Regions from separate parts of the Pan troglodytes genome. Here region 2 is linked to region 1. The links are chromatin contacts, called in public Hi-C maps. All regions are on one chromosome and are shown on one strand. The core of a region is the stretch at or near the end of the contact, and the rest is flanking DNA. Distances in the headings are between cores, read along the strand shown.

Evidence for each region. Hi-C and Micro-C count contacts between places; a contact is called where the count stands out from the background.
Region 2: a Hi-C map of stem cell-derived neural progenitor cells shows a contact between it and region 1, with 4 times the contacts expected there. The contact joins the promoter of PGPEP1 here to the promoter of IQCN in region 1. A contact is called at or near these places in 1 of 7 Hi-C or Micro-C datasets (stem cell-derived neural progenitor cells) and 1 of 1 datasets of contacts at active chromatin or transcription factors (stem cell-derived excitatory neurons).

The regions. Positions count from the first base shown.
Region 1 is chr20:20,920,395-20,926,950 of NHGRI_mPanTro3-v2.0_pri, forward strand. IQCN (IQ motif containing N) reads right to left here and starts at 3,735. Exons shown (of 4, transcript XM_001173887.5): 1 at 3,614-3,735.
Region 2 is chr20:20,988,421-20,994,832 of NHGRI_mPanTro3-v2.0_pri, forward strand. PGPEP1 (pyroglutamyl-peptidase I) reads left to right here and starts at 4,739. Exons shown (of 5, transcript XM_009435025.3): 1 at 4,739-4,890. The coding sequence starts at 4,857.

The DNA of each region.
Region 1 (6,556 bases), core at 2,485-4,984:
TCAGTCTCCCAAGTAGCTGGGATGACAAGTGTAAGCCACAGTGCCTGGCTGAGACCCTGTCTCAAAAAAGAAAAAAAAAGATTGTGATTAAAGAGTAAGCATAAGATAAAAGGTAGCCTGGGAGGCCAGGCATGGTGGCTCACACCTGTCATCCCAGCACTTTGGGAGGCCAAGGCAGGTGGATCACAAGGTCAGGAGTTCGAGAACAGCCTGGCCAACATGGTGAAACCCCGTCGCTACGAAAAATACAAAAATTAGCCAGGCACAGTGGCATGCACCTGTAATCCCAGCTACTTCAGAGGCTGAAGCAGGAGAATCGCTTGAACCCGAGAGATGGAGATTGCAGTGAGCCGAGATCATGCAACTGCACTCCAGCCTGGGCGACAGAGTGAGACTCTGTCTCAAAAAAAAAAAAAAAAAAAACCAGGCACAGTGGCTCACGCCTGTAATCCCAGTGCTTTGGGAGGCCGAGGTGGGTGGCTCACGTGAGGTCAGGAGTTCAAGACCAGCCTGGCCAACATGGTGAAACTCTGTCTCTACTAAAAATACAAAAATTAGCCAGGTATGATGGCAGGTGCCTGTAATCCCAGCTACTTAGGAGGCTGAGGTGGGAGAATCTCTTGAACCCAGTAGGCGAAGGTTGCAGTGAGCTGAGATCATACCATTGCACACCAGCCTGGGTGACTGAGCGAAACTCAGTCTCAAAAAAAAAAAAAAAAGATAAAAGGAAACTCTATGTGGTACTTTAGGGCTGAGGGAGTATCCCCAAAAAAGGGGCAAATTTGGAGAGCATTCAGACTTCCTTGGAGAAAGTATGGTCCCGCCTAACAAGTTAACGGAGATAATTGCTGGATCGGCCAAGCCAGAGCTGGTCTGGAGTTGCAAAACAAGCAAAAGGCCCACCCTCCAGGGTGCAGATGTGGGAACAGGTTATCAACAGTTGGTGCTCTGGATGTGCACTGGAAACCTAAGTGTTGTTGGGGCAGGAGGCCTTCAATGTGTATGGGCCACCGTGGGGGCTCTGTTCTTTTATTATCATTTATTTATTTATGATTTTTGAGACAGAGTCTCACTCTGTCCCCCAGGCTGGAGTGCAGCGGCACGCACCATCTTGGCTCACTGCAACCTCCGCCTCCCGGGTTCAAGCGATTCTCCTGCCTCAGCCTCCCGAGTAGCTGGGATTACAGGCATGAATCTCACCACACCCAGCTAATTTTGTTTGTTTTGTTTTGTTTTTGGAGGGACGGGGTTTCACCATGTTGGCCAGGCTGGTCTCAAACTCCTGATCTCAGGTGATTCGCCTGCCTCGGCCTCCCAAAGTGCTGGGATTACAGGCGTGAGCCACCGCGCCTGGCCTTTTTTTTTTTTTTTTTTTTTTTCTCTCTTTTGAGTTTTGTTCTTGTCGCCCAGGCTGGAGTGCAGTGGCGCGATCTCCTTTCACTGCAACCTCTACCTCTCGGGTTCCAGCGATTCTCCTACCTCAGCCTCCTGAGCAGCTGGGATTACAGGCACCTGCCACCACGCCTAGCAAATTTTTGTATTTTTAGTACAGATGGGGTTTCATCATATTGGTCAGGCTGGTCTCAAATTCCTGACCTCAGGTGATCCACCCACCTTGGCCTCCCAAAGTGCTGGGATTACAGGCATGAGCCACCGCGCCCGGCCTTAGGGGCTCTATTTTTTGTGTGTGTTGAGAGGGCTGCGGAAAGGTTTTCACCAGGTCAAGACTGCAAAGTCACAGGACCACGTTCTGGATCCAGGGCTCGGGCAGGCTTCACCTGGTGTCTTCACACCTCTATCCCTAATGCCTCACCAGCGCCCTCTATTGAGAAATCTTAGCATTGTGCTCACTTTTTTTTTTTTTTTTTTGAGACGGAGTCTCGTTCTGTCTCCCAGGCTGGAGTGCACTGGCACCATCTCGGCTCACTGCAAGCTCCGCATCCCGGGTTCACGCCATTCTCCTGCCTCAGCCTCCTGAGTAGCTGGGACTACAGGTGCCCGCCACCACGCCCAGTTAATATTTTGTATTTTTAGTAGAGACGGGGTTTCACTATGCTAGCCAGGATGGTCTCCATCTCCTGACCTCGTGATTCGCCCACCTCGGCCTCCCAAAGTGCTGGGATTACAGGCGTGAGCCACCGCGCCTGGCCGAGCATTGTGCTCACTTTAAACAAGACATAACGAAAGAAATTCCTTTGTTTATCACATATTGAAAGGGTCCATTTGGAGACAAGAGGCAATGCATGGATAACTGACACACATATATTTATTATTATTTTTTTTTGAGATGGGTGGAATCTTGCTCTGTTGCCCAGGCTGAAGTGCAGTGGCACGATCTTGGCTCACTGCAACCTCCGCCTCCCGGGTTCAAAGTGATTCTCCTGTCTCAGCCTCCCGAGTAGCTGGGATTACAGGCACTTGCCATCACACTTGGCTAACTTTTGTATTTTTAGTAGAGTTGGGGTTTCGCCATGTTGGCCAGACTGGTCTCGAACCCCTGACCTCAAATGATCCGCCCGCCTCGGCCTCCCAAAGTGCTGGGATTACAGGCATGAGTCACCATGCCCGGCCTAATTATTATTATTATTCTTTTTGAGACGGAGTTTCACTTTTGTTGCCCAGGCTGGAGTGCAATGGCGCCATCTTGGCTCACTGCAACCTCTGCCTCCAGGTTCAAGCGATTCTCCTGCCTCAGCCTCCCAAATAGCTAGGATTACAGGCATGCGCCACCACACCTGACTAATTTCGTATTTTTAGTGGAAACGGGGTTTCTCCATGTTGGTCAGGCTGGTCTTGAACTCCTGATCACAGGTGATCTGCCCGCCTCGGCTTCCCAAAGTGCTGGCATTACAGGCGTGAGCCACCTTGCCTGGCCTAATTTTTGAATTTTTAGTAGAGATGGGGTTTGACCATATGGGTCAGGCTGGTCTCAAACTCCTGAGGCAGGAAAATCACTTGAACCCGGGAGACAGCAGCTTTGGGAGCTGAATGGGCCCATTCCAGGGGCTGAGGTTTCATCAACCAAACGGTGCAGCTCTTTAGAGGAACTCAACCAGAAGGGGTGAGAAACGGGATTGTGGAGGATGAGAAGAAGGAACAGGGGCCCCCTGGACACAGAAGCCAAGCGACTGGCTCGGTAATTTTGAGTCTCAATTGAGCCTCAATTTCCCTATCTGTCACAAGACATAAGATCACCATCCTCAGGTTGCCAAAGAGACACAACAGGCCCAGCTGGGTGCAGTGGCTCCTGCCCGTAATCCAAGCACTTTGGGGGACCAAGGTGGGAGGATCGCTGCAGCCCAAGAGTTTGAAAACAGCCTGGGCAACATGTCTCTATTTATTTAAAAAAAAATAATAAAGAGACATAACAGGCTCTCCAGGATGTCCCCCATCACAGGTGAACAAATCCGCCATCAAGGCTTTAGAGGTCCCTAGAGCCCCTGCTCTGAGGGGCCAAGGAGCTGACCCATCATTTGCAGTCACCCAGAAGGCCCAGAAGGGCTCTAAAGGCACTGGGGGCCAGAGGAGAACGACAGGGTCCCCCACGAACCCTCGCAAACAAGTCCTCCACCAGCCCCACTCACCCGCCCCCAAAGCCACCAGCCCCACTCACCTGCCCCTGAAGCTAAACCCAGCAGTCTGAACGGCCAGTCTTGGAGCCCTGGTGCCGCAGCAGCTTTGTGACTCAAAGCCAAGTTCTGGCCAATCCCTGGCAGCTCTTAGGGGGTGGGGATTCTAGAAGGCACAGCCAGAGGTTGGGGAACAGGATGCAGGGCAGGGCCAAAGGTCATGGTGGTTGCTACCTACACCGGCTCATCCTGAGTACAAAGGGTTCTCAGCACAGAGGGAACCCCAAATCTCCCCCTCCATGTACCTAGAGGCAGTTTCAGTCTTTCATCCCACGGGCATTTTCTGAGCACCTACTATATGCTGGAATTTGCCCCATGTCTGGGGATACAAACAACTCAAAGAATTTGGGGCTGTAAAATGGCTAGATGGGAAGGGACCAAAAAGGGGGTGCAACGGGCCAGTCAGGGTTCTCACTGATGTCTTGGGTGTGGCTCTGAGACTGCGGGCTCCTTGGGGTGGGGCCGGACTTGATCTCTTGGGAACCCCACTGGGCCCGGCAAAAGTGGGTACTGACCCTGAGCCGCAGCGCTATAAGGGGAAGTCAGGCCGCTGTCCTGGATCACCTCCTGGGGCTGGGCTGGGGCCCAGCATGAGTCACCGCTGGCTGGGCCAAGGCTGACACGCACCTTGGACTCAGTGCAGCTGGCTCCAGCCAAAGCCAGCCTGGCCCAGACGCCTCTGCCTGGCTTCCTTGGGGAGCCGCTGAGGGTTGCCGGGACAAGAACCAGCAGGGGTGCCTGACCTCCCTCTGCAGTGATCACCCCCTCCAAAACCTTCCCTATACTGTGGGTGTGACTTTGGACAAAATCAGGGACATGGCAGATGGCAGTTGGATGGGGTTTATATCCTTTGTCTGTTTTTTGAGATTGAGTCTCGCTCTGTTGCCCAGGCTGGAGTGCAGTGCTACGATCTCGGCTCACTGCAACCTCCACCTCCCCGGGTTCAAGCAATTCTCGTGCCTCAGCCTCCTGAGTAGCTGGGACTACAGGTGCATGCTATGACGCCCAGCTGATTTATGTAGTTTTAGTAGAGATAGGATTTCACCATGTTGGCCAGGCTGGTCTCAAACTCCTGACCACAAGTGATCCGCCTGCTGCGGCCTCCCAAAGTGCTGGGATTACAGGCATGAGCCACTGCGCCCAGCTCATCCTTTGGATGTTTCATCAGAACAGGTCCCTTCTGTGCTGTCAATGAGCTAAACACAAACTGGGAGTTCTCAGGGCAATTTGAGACCGTAGGAGCCCAGTAAGGTGCTGGCCTAGCCTGAGGGTTACTACGGACAGGCTTCCGAGGACTGTGCAGCTGAGGCTGGGAGGTGGCGCTCAGCTGCATGACTGGGGGAAGAGTAGCTGGCACAGAACTACAGCTGCAGCCGTGCAAAGACCCTGAGGCCAGGAAGGCAGGATATTGGGAATTTGGGTGGAGAGGCTCCTGAAAGGAGACACTGGCCAGCCCAGGGACTGGTGCAGTCAGGACTTTTTCCAAAAAGTTTTTAAGTAAGGAGTCAGATCTGTGATTTAGAAAAAGCCCTTCACATCACAGCTCATGCCTGCTTGACTCCCCCATCAGACTGGAGGGCTGGCCTCCAGGGAGTATGCATCAACTAGGTGTCAATAAATGCTGGGGACGCTGGGCACGATGGTTCATGCCTATAATCCCAGCACTTTGGGAGGCCAAGGCGGGCAGATCGCTTGAGCCCAGGAGTTCGAGACCAGCCTGACCAATATGGCAAAACCTCGTCTCTACTAATAATACAAAAATTAGTCAGGCATGATGGCAAATGCCTGTAATCCCAGCTACTTTGGTGGCTGAGGCAGGAGAGTCGCTTGAACCCAGGAGGTGGAGGCTACAGTGAGCCAAGATTGCACCACTGCACTCCAGCCTGAATGAGAGTGAGACCCTGACTCAAAAAAAAAAACAAAAAAAAAAAAAGAGGCCGAGTACAGTGGCTCAATACCTGTAGTCCCAGCATTTTGGGAGACCGAGGTTGGAGGATCACTTGAACACAGGAGTTCAAAACCAGCCTGGGCAACACAGATCCCATCTCTACAAAAAAATTATTTAAAAATTAGTAGGGCGGCTGGGCGCAGTGGCTCACGCCTGTAATCCCAGCACTTTGGGAGGCCAAGGCTGGCGGATCATGAGGTCAGGTGATCGAGATCAACCGGGCTAACACGGTGAAAGCCCATCTCTACTAAAAACACAAAAAAATTAGCCAGGCATGGTGGCAGGCGCCTGTAGTCCCAGCTACTCAGGAGGCTGAGGCAGGAGAATGGCGTGAACCTGGGAGGCGGAGCTTGCAATGAGCCGAGATGGCGCCACTGCACTCCAGCCTGGGCGGCAGAGCAAGACTCCGTCTCAGAAAAAATACAAATACAAATTAGTAGGGCATGGTGGCGTGCACCTGTGGTCCCAGCTACTTGGGAGCCTGAGGTGAGGCAGGACAATCAGTTGAGCCTAGGAGGTCAAGGCTGCAGTGAGCTGTGGTCTTGCCACTGCACTCTGGCCAAGGCAAGAGCGAGACCTCATCTTGTAAAGAAAAAAAAAAAAAAAAAAACTTGTGGGGCCCAGTGGCTCACACCTGTAATCTCAGCACTTTGGGAAGCCAAGGTGGGTGGATCACCTGAGGTCAGGAGTTCGAGACCAGCCTGGGCAACATGGTGAAACCCGTCTCTACTAAAAATACAAAAAAAAAAAATTTAGCCAGGCAGGGTGGCTCACGTCTGTAATCCCAGAAACTTTGGGAAGCTGAGGCGGGCAGATCACGAGGTCAGGAGATCGAGACCATCCTGGCTAACACGGTGAAACCCCGTCTCTACTAAAAATACAAAAAAAATTAGCCGGGCGTAGTGGCAGGCGCCTGCAGTCCCAGCTACTCAGGAGGCTGAGGCAGGAGAATGGCGTGAACCAGGGAGGCAGAGCTTGC
Region 2 (6,412 bases), core at 3,489-5,988, 69 kb after region 1:
TCTCCAAGCCCAGGTGTGATCTCATTCTTCTGGTACACCAAGGCAAAAAACCCCAGGATACTAAAATCCCTCTGTCTGGGCTGGGCGCAGTGGCTCATGCCTGTAATCCCAGGACTTTGGGAGGCCTAGGTGGGTGTATCACTCGAGGTCAGGAGTTTGAGACCAGCCTGGCCAACCTGGTGAAACCTCATATCTACTAAAAATAAAAAAAATTAGCCGGGTAAGGGTGCGGTCACCTGTAGTCCTAGCTACCTGGGAGGCTGAGGCAGGAGAATCACTTTGAACCCGGGAGGCAGAGATGGCAGTGAACCAAGATCACGCCACTGCACTCCAGCCTAGGGGACACAGCGAGACTCTGTCTCAAAAAAAAAAAAAAGAAAGAAAAGAAAAGAAAAAAATAAAAGAAATCCCTCTGTCCTTGTGACAAGGTAGAGGATCTAATTGAGCTGGTAAGCTGCCTATAGATGGCAAACTTAAAAAAGCACCCTGTAACACATGCCCCCTGGGGCTTCAGGAGCTGTAAACATTCACCCCGGACACTGCTGTGGGGTCAGAGTCCCACAGCCTGCCCATCTGTATGCTCCCCTAGAGGTCTGAGTAGAGGAGCACTTCAGAAGCAAGCCACACCCCCATCACCCACCCTGCGAGGGGAACAAGGGAATCTTTCCCGTTTCACCACCATGCCTGGCTAATATTTTTTGTATTTTTAAGAGACGGGGTTTTCCCATGTTGGCCAGGCTGGTCTCGAACTCCTGGCCTCAAGCAATCCACCTGCCTCAGCCTCCAAAGTGCTGGGATTATAGGCATGGGCCACCACACCCAGCCACAGTCATCCAATTCATAGAGACAGAAAGTGGAATGTTGGGTGCTAGGGGCTGAGGGAGGGGAATAGGGAGGGAGCGTTTAATAGGTATGGAGCTTGTTTGGGAAGAACAAGTTCTGGAGATGGATGGTGGTAATGGTTCCACAACAATGTGAACGTACCTAATGCTACCCAAGGGTATGCTTAAGATGGTAAATTTTATGTTATGTACATGTTACTACAAACCACCCCCCCCAACCCCGGCCGAGGCGGGCAGATCACTTGAGGTCAGGAGTTTGAGACCAGCCTAGCCAACATGGAGAAACCCCATCTCTACTAAAAATACAAAAATTAGCTGAGCATGGTGGCGTGCACCTGTAGTCCCAGCTATTTGGGAGGCTGAGGCAGAAGAATGACTTGAACCTGGGAGACAGAGGCTGCAGTGAGCCAATATCGTGCCACCGCACTCCGGCCTGGGTGACAGTCTCAAAAAAAAAAAAGTTCCTCCAAGTTGGGCATGGTGGCACATGCCTGTAGTCCCAGTTACTTGGGAGGCTGGAGTGGGAGGATGGCTTGACCCCAGGGGGTGGAAGCTGCAGTGAGCTGTGACTGTGCCACTGTGCTCCAGTCTGTGAGACAAAGCAAGATCATATCTCAAAAAACAAAAACATGGCCCAACATGATTAAGGCTACGAGTGAACATTAGCCTTTACGCCAGTCATTGGGGCAGTGGGGCATGACTCAGTTTCTCCCCATCACTGCTGACTCTACATGTTTTCGTTCCTCCCATTGCAATTGAGGAAACTAAAATCCACTGTCACTTCCCTCTCGCCTTCCCTCTTCTAGCAACGCACATACTCCACACCAGGCACGTATGACATATTCAGGTTATAAAACCTGCCTTTGGGTGAGTGGTTTTTTTGTTTTGTTTTGTTTTTTCTGAGACGGTGTCTCGCTCTGTCGCTTAGGCTGGAGTGCAGTGGCACGATCTCAGCTCACTGCAACTTCCGCCTCCTGGGTTCAAGTGATTCTCCTGGCTCAGCCTCCCCAGTAGCTGGGACTACAGGCACGCGCCACCACTCACTGCTAGTTTTTTGCATTTTTAGTAGAGACAGGGTTTCACCATGTTGGCCAGGCTGGTCTCGAATTCCTGACCTCAAGTGATCCGCCTGCCTCGGCCTCCCAAAGTGCTGGGATTACAGGCGTGAGCCACTGCGCCTGGCCAGGTTAGTGTTTTGATCTGCTCTTTTCTCCCACTTGGCTTGGACCTCATTCCCTGGCCAGCTCAGACAGCTCTCTGATGTTCTGCATTCTACCTGAAGCTGCTAAAGACCAAAATAGCCACTGAGCGTGTGACCTGGTGTGTGGGCTTCCAAACAGGGCTCAGGGGCAGTCTAGAGAACTCTGCCCTTGGTGTTGGAGGAATTCGGGGGTGGAGCCAGTAAACACCATAGTACCAGCTGGGCACGGTGGCTCATGTCTGTAATCTCAGCACTTTGGGAGGCCAAGGCAGGCAGATCACCTGATGTCAGGAGTTCAAGACCAGCCTGGCCAACATGGTGAAACCCCATCCCTACTAAAAATGCAAAAATTAGCCGGGCACGGTGGCAGGCGCTGGTAGTCCCAGCTATTCAGGAGGCTGAGGCAGGAGAATCGCTTGAACCCAGGGGCCGGAGGTTGTAGTGAGCCTAGATCGTGCTATTGCACCCCAGCCTGGGCGACAGAGTGAGACTCTGTCTCAAACAAACAAACAAAAAACCATAGTGTCTTGGCGAATGATGGCAAAGTCAAAGTGGAACGGGCTATCAGTGAACCACACAGTCAGGAGTTCTGGCTCATGCCTGTTATCCCAGCACTTTGGGAGGCTGAGGCAGGAGGATTGCTTGAGCCCAGGATTTCAAGACCAACCCAAACAGGCAACATAGCAAGACCTCGTCCCTACAAAAAATATAAAAATTAGCCGGGCATGGCAGCACGCGCCTGTAGTCCCAGCTACTCGGGAGGCTGAGGTGGAAGAATTGCTTTAGCCTTGGAGATTAAGGCTGCAGTGAGCTGTGATCGCTCCATTGCTCTCCAGCCTGGGCAAAAGAACAAGATCCTGTCTAAAAAAAAAAAAAAAAAATTCGTGACCCAAGTCCAAGGTCCAGTCCTGTTTCTGAAGATGTGGCCAGAAACTCAGCTTTCATTTTCTACCTGTTTTTAGAGGAATTCTGGTCTCTGATGAATGTTGGCAGAATGTGCCTGGGGATGTGCTGGGTGTTGAGACGCAGCTCTAACAGAACAACACTTCCTCCTCTAGAAGTTCTCATCTCTATGTCAGAGGAAATGGGAAGCCAACCAGAGAGGCTGTGACTATACTAAATGATTTCTGCTTAATAATACCTGGGGAGTGGGGGCCGGAGGCGGTGGTTCATGCCTGTAATCCCAGCACTTTGGGAAGCTGAGAAGGGTGGATCACCTGAAGTCAGGAGTTCGAGACCAGCCTGGCCAACATGGTGAACCTCCCTCTCTACTAAAAATACAAAATTAGCTGGGTATGGCGGCACTCGCCTGTAATCCCAGCTACTTGGGAGGCTGAGGTGGGAGAATTGCTTGAACCCGGGAGGCAGAGGTTGCAGTGAGCCAAGATCACACCACTGCACTCCAGCCTGGGTGACAAGAGTGAAACTACGTCTCAAATAAATAAATACATATATAATTTCTGCTTAAGAATACCTGGGGGACTAAATAATCTGTACAACAAACCCCATGACACGAGTTTATCTATATAACAAACCTGCACATGTACCCCAAAACTTAAAAGCTAAAAAAAATTAAAAATGATTTCTGGCCAGGTGTGCTGGTTTACACCTGTAATCCCAGCACTTTGGGGAGGCCAAGGTGTGCGGATTGCTTGAGCTCGGGAGTTCGAGACCAGCCTGTGCAACACTATGAAACCCCCATCTCTACAAAAATACAAAAATTAGCTGGGTGTGGTGCCACACACCTGTAGTCCCAGCTACTCAGGAGGCTGAGATGTGAGGATCAGTTGAGCCCTGGAGGTCAAAGTTACAGAGCTATGATTTTGCCACTGCACTCCAGCCTGGGTAACAGAGTGAGACCCTGTCTCCAAAAAAAAAAGAGAGAAAAAGGAAATTATTTCTGAGCTTTATTGCTATGAAGAGGATGGAACCAGGGAATGAGATGGAACCACTGGGGGGTAGCAGTGAGGTCATTTCAGCCAAGGAGGGCCAGAAGGAACCCTCAGAGGAGGTAATAGGATAGCAGGGAGGTGATAGCCAGAGAAGGCCCCAAGGAGAAAGTGACAGTTCACCCCTCGGAGGAGGTGACAGCCAGGACAGGAGGAGGGCCCCTGGGAGGAGGCGACATTGGAACACTGGAGCTGAGGCCTGAAGGAGGCCAGCTTCGCAGGTACCTGCGGGGTGTGTTCCGGCAGAGGGAACAGCAGGTACAATCGCCCTCCCCCATTAGCCTCCTAGGACCATGGGGGCCTGCAGAGAAACTTCTGGCACCACACAAATGTGGTTGCCGTGTTTTTCCTTTTTTACTCTGTCCTCCCCCACCCCCGCCAACTTCCTGGCCTGAATGCTGCTCCTGTGACCCCTTGAGGCGAGTGACCTCGGGGAAGTGGCATTCTGTGCCTCAGTTTCCTTATCTGGAAAACGGGCCTTGCTCGTGGGGACTTCCCTCCCTAATTCTGGGCAGTATGCATGCATAGGGCAGGCCCTCGATGAACCCTTGCAGAATAAAGGACCGGCTCATCCCCAGCACCTGGCTCAGTGCGTGCAAGCGGCTACACACTATGGCATAAGATGTTCCCATTTTGCAGACGGGGAAACGGAGGCTGGGGAATACCGGGCCTAGCCGACGGGGGCGGGGCGCAGGGCGCGCACGCTGCGTCTCGGGCCCGGGGGCGCGCACGCCGAGCGGCCGACCGGGGGCGTGGCCGGGGGCGTGACAGGGGCGTGGCCTCGCGCGGCCGAGAGGCTGCAGCGGCAGCAGCTGTCGCGCCAGTCGCAACAGAAGCAGGTCCGAGGCACAGCCCGATCCCGCCATGGAGCAGCCGAGGAAGGCGGTGGTAGTGACGGGTACGCTGGCTGATGGGGGCTGTAGCGGCAGCGGCCGGGGGCAGAGGCGGGGGCGGCTCCGGGACTGCGGGGCCGAGAGGGGCAGGTGCTGGAAGTCCTCTCAGATTTGGAAGGTGTCATCACCCGCGGGAGCCCCGCGCAGCCCAGGCTTCCTGGAAAGTGGAGGAGGAGGAGCCTTGGGGGTCCCAGGGTCGGGAGTCAGGGCAGTCAGGCGCGGGGCTTGGGGGGCCGGGCAAAAGCCCGGCGCTGCGCAGGCCCCCCTGGCGTCCTTTCCTCCCAAGGTGGGGATGGTGACCCTCCTGGCACCTGCCTCCTCTGTCTGGCCTGCGGGCTGGACTGGACCCTTCCTCCCTGCCCCTTCCGAGGTCCAGCCTGTCCCCACACCGCTCCCCCAACCCCTGGCCCCAGGGGACAAAGGCCGATTTGCGGGCAGGAAGTGTCCCAGTGACAAATGAACCTCCCAGTCACTGTTCGCCGCGCCCTGCGCTCCTGGGGGGCTACTCTCCCAACGCAGGGGCAGGTGGGGGTCCGGGGACCTCGGGCTCTCCCAGCTGTCCCAGGGACTGTCTTCAGCGGAAACCTTTTTGTGTTTTGTGCCAGGGCTGTTTGTTGGTGAGTCAGGGCCCCTGCTGTCACCGACTCCCCCCCACCCCCAAACCAACTGTTTCTCCTCCCTGAGACTCCGCCTCGGGGCCACGTGGGGCGCCAACTTCCGCTGGGGCCTCAGAGTCAAGGAGTGGGGGGGGTCATTTTGACCTGCTGTCTGGAGGGGTCAGAGTGGGAAATCCAGCAAAGGTGCACACAGGTGTTTTGTGGCTGTTGAAGGGAGGTTGAGGCTGATCCAGGAGATTCAGGGAAGAAGGAAGAAACAAGGCACCTGCTTAACAGGTGTGTATAATTGGGAGGAGGGTCACTGCCCCCACCCCTTCCAGCCTTCCTTTATCTGGTTATTTATTCCAGCACTTTTTGCATGAGCTGATTACATCTTTACTGTCTCCATTTTGCAGAAAGGGAAACTGAGGCTCACAGAGGTCATCCAGTTTGTAAGGGGCTGAGCTGAGACTCAAACTTTGGCTGTACAGAAGGATAGAGTTAGGAGGTCCCCTCCTGAGCCACAGCCCCTACCTGCTATCCCAGGCTACAGCATCTCTGCATAGCATTCATATCCTGTGGGATCACTGGCCCAGATGGACCGTATTTTTTTTTTTTTTTTTTTTGAGACGGAGTTTTGCTCTTGTTGCCCAAGCTGGAGCACAACGGCGCGATCTCGGCTCACTGCAACCTTCGCCTCCTGGGTTCAAGCGATTCTCCTGCCTCAGCCTCCTGAGTAGCTGGAATTACGGGCACGCATCACTCCATCTGGTTAATTTTTTGTATTTTTAGTAGAAACGGGGTTTCACCATGTTGGCCAGGCTGGTCTCAAACTTCTGACCTCAGGTGATCCGCCCGCCTTGGCCTCCCAAAGTGCTGGGATTACAGGCATGAGCCACTGCACCCAACCCCAGATCTGGATTTGAATCCC